Linked DNA regions of Mus musculus: region 2 is linked to region 1. The links are chromatin contacts, called in public HiChIP or PLAC-seq maps. All regions are on one chromosome and are shown on one strand. Each heading gives the region's core, a stretch centred on a gene start, on an enhancer-like site or on the middle of the called end of the contact. The rest is flanking DNA. Distances are from core to core; before and after follow the strand shown. Region 1 overlaps Rell1 (RELT-like 1). Region 2 overlaps Tbc1d1 (TBC1 domain family, member 1).

The links. HiChIP or PLAC-seq counts read pairs in DNA pulled down with a chosen protein or histone mark.
Region 2: a contact with region 1 is called in an H3K4me3 HiChIP or PLAC-seq map of bone marrow-derived macrophages, with 4 times the contacts expected there. The contact joins two enhancer-like sites. A contact is called at or near these places in 3 of 115 datasets of contacts at active chromatin or transcription factors (bone marrow-derived macrophages, embryonic stem cells and pancreatic cancer cells) and 1 of 9 other capture datasets (adipose tissue).

The regions. Positions count from the first base shown.
Region 1 is chr5:63,941,091-63,946,011 of GRCm38.p6, reverse strand. All of the region lies in intron 1 of Rell1 (RELT-like 1), which reads left to right. Among named protein-coding and RNA genes, the nearest start is that of Rell1, 25 kb to the left of the region's middle. Within about 2 kb of position 2,536, at least 53 of the 459 cell types and tissues checked have an H3K27ac peak or open chromatin away from gene starts, as enhancers often do. A contact at or near this core is called in bone marrow-derived macrophages, where this site is marked.
Region 2 is chr5:64,209,787-64,214,857 of GRCm38.p6, reverse strand. All of the region lies in intron 2 of Tbc1d1 (TBC1 domain family, member 1), which reads right to left. Among named protein-coding and RNA genes, the nearest start is that of Gm46913, 35 kb to the left of the region's middle. Within about 2 kb of position 3,352, at least 52 of the 459 cell types and tissues checked have an H3K27ac peak or open chromatin away from gene starts, as enhancers often do. A contact at or near this core is called in bone marrow-derived macrophages, where this site is marked.

The DNA of each region.
Region 1 (4,921 bases), core at 1,287-3,786:
TCTGAAGACAGCTACAGTATACTCATATAAATTATAAATAAATAAATAAATAAACAAACAAATCTTAAAGATCTTTCTCTCCCTCTCCCCCTCCCCTCCCCCTCTCCCTCTCCCCCCCTCTCACATTTTCTGCTGTCCTAATTGTAACCCAAGTTTGGTGAGCCTTTTCTCTAAACTGAGTTGTGAGATAATATCGGAGCGAGCAGGATAACATTCAGCATTTGAGCAGAAAAATGGCCTGGTGAGGTATCGTTTAAAGTATTAGACCTGAGACTGCTGCCTTTGGATGGAACTCCCTCTGAGCCTTCTGTTGATGCAGACACTGAGGGTAGCAGGAAGCCCGCGGGAACAGGTGGGCTCTGACTGGTCCAGGCCTGGCACCGCCACTTCCTCAGTAGCCGTGTGATCTTGGGATCTTCCCTCGCCTTCCTGTGCCTCAATCTATAAGTTGAGGATCGTAACCTTCTGTGTGATGTTAATAAACTGGACTTACTGTGCAGTGGCATTCGGTGCTTAGTATGGTGCTGGCACAGAATTGCCGATATTGAAGTGGTAGTTGTTTTAGGTAAGAATAGTGGTAAATGGTCAGGCTTTCTGCACCCCTGTAGGCCTCTCACCATCAACTGTCCCCTTTCTTGCTTTTCCCTTTTCACCCCAATTGCTTGACATCTTCTTGGGCCTTGCAGCCTGTACTGTATACCCTTAGTGGATCAGAATACATGGATATACATACACAATATGTATGTATGTATGTATGTATGTATGTATGTATGTATGTATCTACACACACACAGTCACGTATATATGTATGTATGTATGTATGTATGTATGTATATATATCCATGTGGTGAGTGCCCTTGTTCATACTCTTTATGAGTTTTTCCCAATCCTTGGCTCCCCTGCTGAGCCCTCTCTCTCTTCAAGTCCCTCTGCCCCACCTCCATTCCTAATATATACTGTTGCTTCTTAAGCAGTAGAAAACTAGAGGATGTCATACACCTGTTTCCTTGGCTCCTTTCACCAACTTCAGGATGCCTCGGGAAGAAATAGCTCTTGTAGTTTAAGTGTTTGATCATGTTTTCCACGTGGAAACTGTCTCAAGCGCAACACTCCATATTTTCCCCCCTTTCCTTTCATATATTAGGAGATACTACTGTGGTTTGAGTAGGTCACTGACACTCCTGATTTGGAAAGGTGGGCCTCATGGCATTGGAGTTGAGCCCTTGTGAGTGGGTGGAAGGCTAACCTGTGCCACTTCTTGCTCAGGGAGATCCATTAGGTATGGTCGAGCATTGGTTAATATTGCTGTGAGGCAGGGCTGCCCCTGGTGCTTGCTACACCTGCACTCCTTCCCTCGGCTTCCCACCACAGTCTGCCAGCAGCAGTTCTTGGGCTTGTTGCTTCCAGAACCTCGAGTCAAAGTAACCTATTCTTTTTCTACAAATAACCCAATTTTAACCATTGTGCTGTAGTGACACATTCGAGGAACTGATACTTTGTCTTTTTTTTCTGTTGAGAGAGAGAAAAACTCCAGAGGGAAGTTTCTTCCCTTCACCTCAGAACTGTCTTTCGGAAAGAGCCAAGCCTGCTCAGCCCTCCGGTCCTTACCTGGGTGGCGACCTGCTGTCTGCAGCCACCAGAGTTTCCCTGTGCCTTGTTGGGTTTTCCTTTATTCCATCTTTCCTCAGTTGATTTTAGTTTTAGGTTTTATTTTATTTATGTTTATGGTTCTTTATATTTTAGTTTCTCCAGACAGGGTTTCCCTGTGTGGGCCTTGCTGTCCTGGAACTTGCTCTGTAGACCAGGCTGGCCTCGAATTCAGAGATTCACCCGCTTCTGCCTTCTGCAATTGGGATCCAAGGCGTACGTCATCATGCCTGACTTACTCGGAGTTTTTAAAAAGAAAATACCAAGAATTGGAGTAGAATTCAGCAGGAGGGAGTTAAAAGATTTCACATCAGCTGGGTGTGGTGGTGCACGCCTTTAATCCCAGCACTTGGAAGGCAGAGGCAGGCGGATTTCTGAGTTCAAGGCCAGCCAGGTCTACAAAGTGAGTTCCAGGACAGCCAGGGCTACACAGAGAAACTCTGTCTCGAAAAACGAAAAAGAAAAAAAAAAGATTTCACATTGATCCCTGAAAGGTTTCTCTTGTGTTTAGGGAAGTGTGATCTGCCCATGGTCCTCTTGGATCTCCTCCTAACCTTTTCTTTATGTGGTTCCCTCCCTCCCTCCCTCCCTCCCTCCCTCCCTCCCTCCCTCCCTCCCTTCCTCCCTCCCTCCCTCCCTCCCCTGTCTTTCATCCCTCTCCTCCTTTCTCTGCAAGAATGCTTAATATGTTCTTCCACTCACCAAATTAATTGCACAACACCCTGTTATCAGGATTTATTTATCTCATATAGTCGGTGCATTGGATTCTCCATATATCAGCCACTCCCACCCCTCCCCGCCCTTCTGCTTTCTCTTTCTAGGGCTCTGACCACAGCAGTCCCTCTGTAGCTTTGCTCTTTGTGGTTTTAGTTACCCATGATCAGCTGTGTTCCATAAATATGAAATGGAAAGTTACAGAAACGAAACATGCATACCCATCTAGCTGCGCATCCTACTGCCGAGCGCTGCGAAACCCTGCTCCTGTCTGCTTGGGACGTGAGTCGTCCCTTTGTCCAGAGTGTCCATGCTGCTTGCTACCAACCTGCTAGTAACTACCTCAGCCATCAGACTGAGACACAGAGAGAGACAGAAAGAGAGAGAGAGACAGAAAGAGAGAGAGAGACAGAGACAGAGCCTGGGCCAGGTGACCTACAGTGACACACTTCCTCTAAGAAAGCCACACTTTCTAATCCTAAGCCTTTCAAACAGTTCCAGTCGCTAGTGACCAAGCTTTCAAATATATGAGTGTATGGGGCGGGGAGGGGGTGGTGGTGGTGCGGGGGTACATTCTCATTCAAACACACTACCACTAGGGACTTCTGTGCAGCTATTATTCCCAATTTTAAAGTTACACTGCATCATCACAGGTATGTGCATATAGTAGATACGGGGCTGGGTACTCCTGGTGTTTTTAGACATCCATTGGGGGGTGTTTTAGAGTAAATCCCCTGCAGATAAGTGGGGACTGCACATTTTAGACATTTCATATAAGTGACGCTATATGATGTTTGTCCTGTGTTTGGCTGACTTAGTGTGACATCCTTGAGACTCATCCATGCCATCATTTAGCGACACTTCTCTTCTTTTCTGGAGCCGAGCAGTAGCCCGTTATATATGCACACTGCAGTCTCTTTATCCCTATGGCTATCGTGCGGCACTTAAATTAATTCCTTACTAGGGCTTTTGTGACTGCTGCACAGATAGAGAGATCCTCGAAGTCCTTACTCTTTTGGATATAAACACACCTGTAAGATTTTTGGATCAAATGACAGTTCTAGTTCACTTTTTTTTTTCTTTTTTTTTTTTTTTTTTTTTGAGACAGGGTTTCTCTGCATAGCCCTGGCTGTCCTGGGACTCACTGGCATGTGTCCTCTGCTGCAACCACCACCCATCTTTTTATTTTATATTTTGAGGTCCTCTGTAGTGTTTCCCATCTCCTTCCTGCTTTAGTTTGTGCGTTGGTGGGAATACTCAATGGCCACTGAACTTCTCTGATAATGCTCCTTTTCTCTGTTGTGTAAGTGTTAGTAGAGTTAATCTCTTAGTGACTTCACGGGCTCGAACTTCTGCTTGCTAGGCTATTGCTACATAAAAGATTACCTCAAAGTTCAGTGTCGCTCATCTGGACAGCTCATCTTTGCTCCACTCAGCATCCCAGCATCTCCTGGTTCTAGGATCTACTTCCAAGCCAGTTTGTTTACAGGTTGGCAAGTTGATGCCTGCTGCTGGTCTCTTTACATAAACAGGTTGGGCTTCCTTATAGCATGTGGCCCGGTGCCAAGAGCAAATGCCTAAAGATGCAGGAAGTAGGAAGTGAGTTGCTTAAGGCCTGGGGTCTAGATCCCAACCCCCGACGAGTTGTGTTGTTCTGACAAATCACAGGCGAGATTTTTATTCTTCTTATTTATTTATTATTTATATGAGTACACTGTAGCTGTCTTCAGACATACACCAGAAGAGTGTATCAGATCCCATTACAGATGGTTGTGAGCCACCATTGGTTGCTGGGAATTGAACTCAGGACCTTTGGAAGAGCAGTCAGTGCCCTTAACTGCTGAACCATTGTTTCCAGCCCCACAGGTGAGATTTTTTTTAAGGAGAGAAGAGGATGGCTCCCCTTGTTCATGATTTTGTCATCCAAAATCTAGTGGCTGTTTTCAAACCATCAAGGGTACACTCAGTACTTTGCTTGTTTTAAGGCAGCCTCTCTCTGGCCTTGGGCTGTCTCCTCTGTCTCTGTCTTGTGTGTGCTGGGATGACAGGTGTGTACCACCATGCCCTGTCTCAGCTACAGTCACTCTGATGGCATTTTATGGATGAGGACACCAAGCATTGAACATTTACATTTTGCTCACTAATGATGAGAGAGCTCCTAAGTGGCTGAGCTGTTCCAGCCAGCAGGCAGCCCGAGCTTTTAAGTTCAGTGCTTTAGTACATCTCGAGAATTGCCTGGCTCGCAAATGTAAATTCCCACCACCTGCAACTTTTCCATTGCACTGCAGTTGAGATTAAGTGAATGATGCTAGTTAATGAATTAAGTGAATTAAGTGATTCTTGTTTGCAAACCACACAACTCTGTACATGCAGGCTAGGTGCTGGCCGAGTGGACAGCGAAGACACACTCTCAACCACCCGGGTCTGAGCTGCTGTTGACACCACTTCTGAGCCCACTGCTCATTCCTGCTCCCCACTGCTAATTGATCTTTACCTTCTGCCTGAAACAGGCAATGACTCTGAGGGAAGCTATTTGATCTTCAGCCATCCCTGTGGCATA
Region 2 (5,071 bases), core at 2,103-4,602, 270 kb before region 1:
GAAAAAAAAAAGAAACTGTTTATATTTGACATTATATTATTAGCTGCTGAAATGTGTTCAAGCATATGACTATTTCATGGCTTAATCATCTATTCATTGTTCAATGGACATAGAATCTCTCTACCCCTACTTTATTTGCTTGCTATCTTATTTACTTGCCCGGTTGCCTAGTGTCATAGTGAAGGCTCTTTTTTTAAACTTTATTTTTGCCTGAGAGAAACATATCACCATGATCAGCTATTATAGACTAATTATTTATCAATCATTCTTTGACATAATTGTTCAGTAACAATACTGTTGAGGAAACCAGTTTAAAAGTTTAAAAGCTATCAGGCTACTGAGATGGCTCAGCAGTTAAGAGCACTGACCGCTCTTCCAGAGGTCCTGAGTTCAATTCCCAGCAACCACATGGTGGCTCACAACCATCTGTAATAGGATCTGATGCCCTTTTCTGGTGTGTCTGAAGGCAGCTACAGTATATTCTTATACATAAAATAAATAAATCTTTAAAGAAAAACCACTGCCATCTAATAAACATGCAGAATTTCAACTAAGTATGCTCAGTGCTTTCATATCCCAGGTCTTAAGGCTTCATATGCAAAAAGGTATTGAAAGAGTTCCTGTCCATTGCTAAAAACACAGTTAAGTTAAATGATTACGGTTAGAGACTACCGTGGAGATGTTAAAGATCCTGAGAGAGGCACAACTGTGACACTGTGCTGACGACAAGATGTACCCATCAGTGGACTTTAGTCATTTCTGAAGCATTCCCTTGGTTGGTCCGGTTTTTAGCATCCTCATAATAATCCTAAGAAAATAGTAATAATGTAACCAAATAATACCATAGTTATTAATCTCCTCACAACCAAACAATAAAGGGTATTAGAGCCGGGGAGTTCTCACACAGCTAAAACTACAAACAGGTGGTGAAGAGGAAAGCTGAGGGGTTGGTTAATTTGTTTATCCAACAAATATTTATTGCGTTTCTCCTCTCACAGAAACATATATGTATTTACTGGGTACCAGACATCCAGTTAAAAACTATAAACTTAAGCACTAAAACTGCAAACATTTAAACATATTTAAGCATCCCCAACTATAGCACTAAGCGACCAGATATATGGGAGAGGATGCATCTAGTCCTGCAGCAATGTTATGGGTGAGGGTGGTATTACTTGGGGAGGGGGGGTAACATCCATGGGGGGTTTCCCCTTCTCAAAAGAGAAGAAGGTGGGATGGGGGGAGGACTTACATGACGGGGTACTGGGAGAAAAGGAAGGGCTGATATTGGGTTGTAAAGTGAGTGAGTGAATGAATACATACATACATTCATACATACATACATACAAACATACATACATACAAGAGGCCAGCTAGAAGCAGTTAGTCTGTTCAAGACTGCATACCTATTTGATGGGAAAAGGCTGATTATGATGAGGGAGTTTTATTCCAGAAATGTTTCCCGTCTTGTCACCCAAGATGTGACTATTGGTACTTGGCCTAAGTTCTGAGATATATGACTCTTTCAGAAGAGGGGCCTAGCATTTCTTCAATATGACATCTTTATTTGCAGAGGAAATCTATTTCACCTAGTAAAGAGCCATGGATGGGTGGAAGAAGATGCCCACACCCAGTAGACACTCACCTTTGACCTGCTGACCCGAGACAAAAGGTTACTTGTCTAGAAAACCCCACCACAGAATCAGTTCCAGGATAATGGTGAGTGTTTCAACCTGACAGTGGGCAGAACAGTCACTGTGTCTGCCCCTGTGGGTTCTTGGTAGTGGGAGACACAGGCAAAGCACTTAAGTTCCCAGCCATCTTAGGACTTGTCTTCAGGGGAGAGAGGCTGACATCTTCTCTCTGAGCCAGTAGGGCATCCTAGCAATGAGACTTGCATAGTCTCTGGAGATTAGCTCTGAGTATCCTTTCATAGAGAAGCAACCCAGAACATGCAACCTATTTTGTCTCTAGCTACATCTAGATGGCTTCTTGTGAAATAGCACCTTCAGAGGCTTAACCACCACCCACTTTCACCAGTATCAGCAAAACCCACAAACACGCAATGCTAACAAGCTTGTAATTTAGGAAATTCACTATGTCATGGAACTCAGCAACTACACAGGAACCCCTATGAGCCTCCCAGGTGATTCAGATTGACACCAGGTGCCACCTAGGTCTCCATCAAAGCCTCGAACCGAATCCAAGGCCCTGGCATGAAAGGAGAAGGAGAAGGAAAAGGGAAGTTTATCAACACTGACTAAGCAATCATTTTAAGACAACTGATACTTTAACTAGAAGTATTACCAGCTGCTATGATCTTTTTTCTCCTCTGCCCCAAGAAAGTAAGTTTGCGCCCTAGCTTCTAGGACTTCCTTCATGCCTTCATTTGTCTCCTGATGAGCTGGGAACAGAAGACGTGGGAAGATCCTGACCTGACCCTGGCCTTTCCCCCCTTCTCCTTTGCTATTTCCTGTCTCCTGTTTTGTCTACAGGAATAAACCATGCTCTCAGAATCTGCGGGCCTCCTTTTGAGAGGACTGAGCGAGCACGGAAAGCTGAAGTAGAATGGAGCAACATGACCACTTGTATTTAAACAAAATGCCAATGATGGTACAGACCACTGTTCCAATAAGGAACTTACACACTTAAGACACGCTCCGAGAGCTAGGATGACCGTTACACTCCTAGCACAGGATCTGAGAGCCAGGATGACCTCTTGCAAGGAGCCCAGACCTGAAGTCAGACAGACGTGCCTGGGAAGTTCAGTACCATCACTTTCTCTGGCAGTGAGATTTGGGCAAGTTACCTGATGCCTAAGCCCCTTTTCCCATACCCATACAACAAAAGCAACATCCACCCACCAGACCTGCAGAATGTTCCAAACCTCTCAAGAACAGTGCAGAATAGCCAAGGCATACAGCTCAGTTGAACAGTGTTTTCTAATTTCTAACTGGCTTTTGATTTCACTCCTTACTGCCCTTTAATAAAGCCACCTTTTTAAAAAAAATAAATAAATAAAACATAATCCACCCTGACTTCTATTCAACTCTCTCTATTCACCTCGGATCTGTTGGAAGTGGAACTTGCCTCAGCCCCCTTTCCGTTGCCATGACAGAATACCTGAGATGGCTACATTGAGAGATGAATAGAGGTTTGTTCAGCCCATACTTAGTTCCAAAGGCTTGGAAGTCCAAGATTAAAGTAGGTACACTCAGAGAGGGCTCGTGCTGCTTCTGCTCGTGGGAAAACAGAAGGGGAAGCTGGAACTGAAGACAAATTATAAGGGACAGCTTCACTGGGTGTCTTCCCACTCGCACAATATTGAGTCCAGTTCTGGTTTCTAGAGCTCAGCCTAAGCTGTGGGTCGCAACCTCATCGAGGGTTGCAAACTGAAAGGGGGGTGGGTGGGGAAGTCACAGTCAACTTGGTAGAAACAGGAAGTTTCTTAATATGTGATGGCTAAAAATTCTTTCAGAATCAAACACATAATGAATCCAAGGTGCTTCTGGCAGAGTTGATCCATATCACGTCATATAACTTTACCGTGGATTTGGTCTGAACATACTACAGATACACTTAGTGCTGGCAGTCTATCACACAAGGACCAGCCCTTGACATACCTTGTCTTGGATTAGAGACTACTATAAGCAATTAACTGCTGTGTTTTTGCTGTACCTACAGAGTTTTCCATCCTTAGGGAGCCATATGGTTTAGTTACAGAAAACAAAGCCTTACATGTTTACCCACTATCGGTTCTCAGCATTGAAAGTATCAAGTTAATGTATTTTTGGACTGTCTTACGTCAGTCTCCTTGCTTTTCATACTGATGTGTGGGCCACCCAGATGGCTCAGAGTAAGGGAAAGGCGATTGCTGATGTGGCTGATGATCTAACCTTGATCCCTGGGAGCCAGTAATGGAAAGAGAGAACTGATACCCAAACATGTCCTCTGACCTCTACATACATACTGTGACATGTATGCACACACACACACACACACGTACACAGACAACTTACAATAAATAACTAAATGTAATGGAAATTGAGAGAGAGAGTTAGTTAGTTAGTTAGTTAGTTAGTTTGTAGGCCACTTGTCTGTAGCCCAGCCCATTATGCTACAAACAGAAATGATTGCTAATTGGCCTCTTTGAAAGTATCTATGTTTTTGTTCTTGGTCCTGGACACTGAATTCAGTGCTATCCAAAAGTTGGGATAAGTTTTCTACCACTGAACTATATCCCCAACCCTCAAAACGTATTGACACATTCTATTTTATAAATGGCATTGGAATTCACTCTCTGCATTTATTTTTCCTCTATATGAGTCCTAGAGAGGAGACAAACAGCCGTGCTGGGCTGTAGAGGTGTGGAAGTAACCCCAGTCCTGAGGTGTTACAGAGAGGGCAGCCTTAGAGGTGCAAAAGATAGGACGCTTCTCTGTGGCGAAGGTCCAGCAAACCTCATTGCACAGAAGCAGCAACGATAAGCAAACAGCCTGGCAGTGGTGGGATCCGGCCCCATCTGAGGGGTGGAATACAGTGCAGAATCTTAAACCCAGAGGGAAAGGCACAAGAAACAAACAAACAAACAAACAAACAAACAAAAATTTCCAGCCCAAGGTCATCAAGGTTTCTGTCAAGCTAAGGTATCAGTCTAAGATGAAAGTGGCTTGCTCAGAAAAATGGGTTGTCTAGATGAATATGTGTTTGCTGAAGCAAGCTTTCTTCCCCTACCCAACTTCAAATTTATAATGTGTGTGTGTGTGTGTGTGTGTGTGTGTGTGTGTGTGTGTGTGTGTGTGTGTCTTCCCCTCTCTCCTCTTTCCCATTGCTGATGGATATTGTGTAACAGATGGTAGATTTTCAAGATGCCCTGTAGACGGCATATTTATTTTTAGATGCCAGATAAAATGATCACTAGTCCCTCATGGAAACATCGCTTCAGCTACAGTTGTGTTTTGTGTTAGATGCTATATTTGCTGATCTCTGCTCCAAGTCGTAGAGACACAGACGGGGAATGTGGCTGGACTGTGGCCACCTGTAATGCCTCTGTTCCCCATAAACATTTATG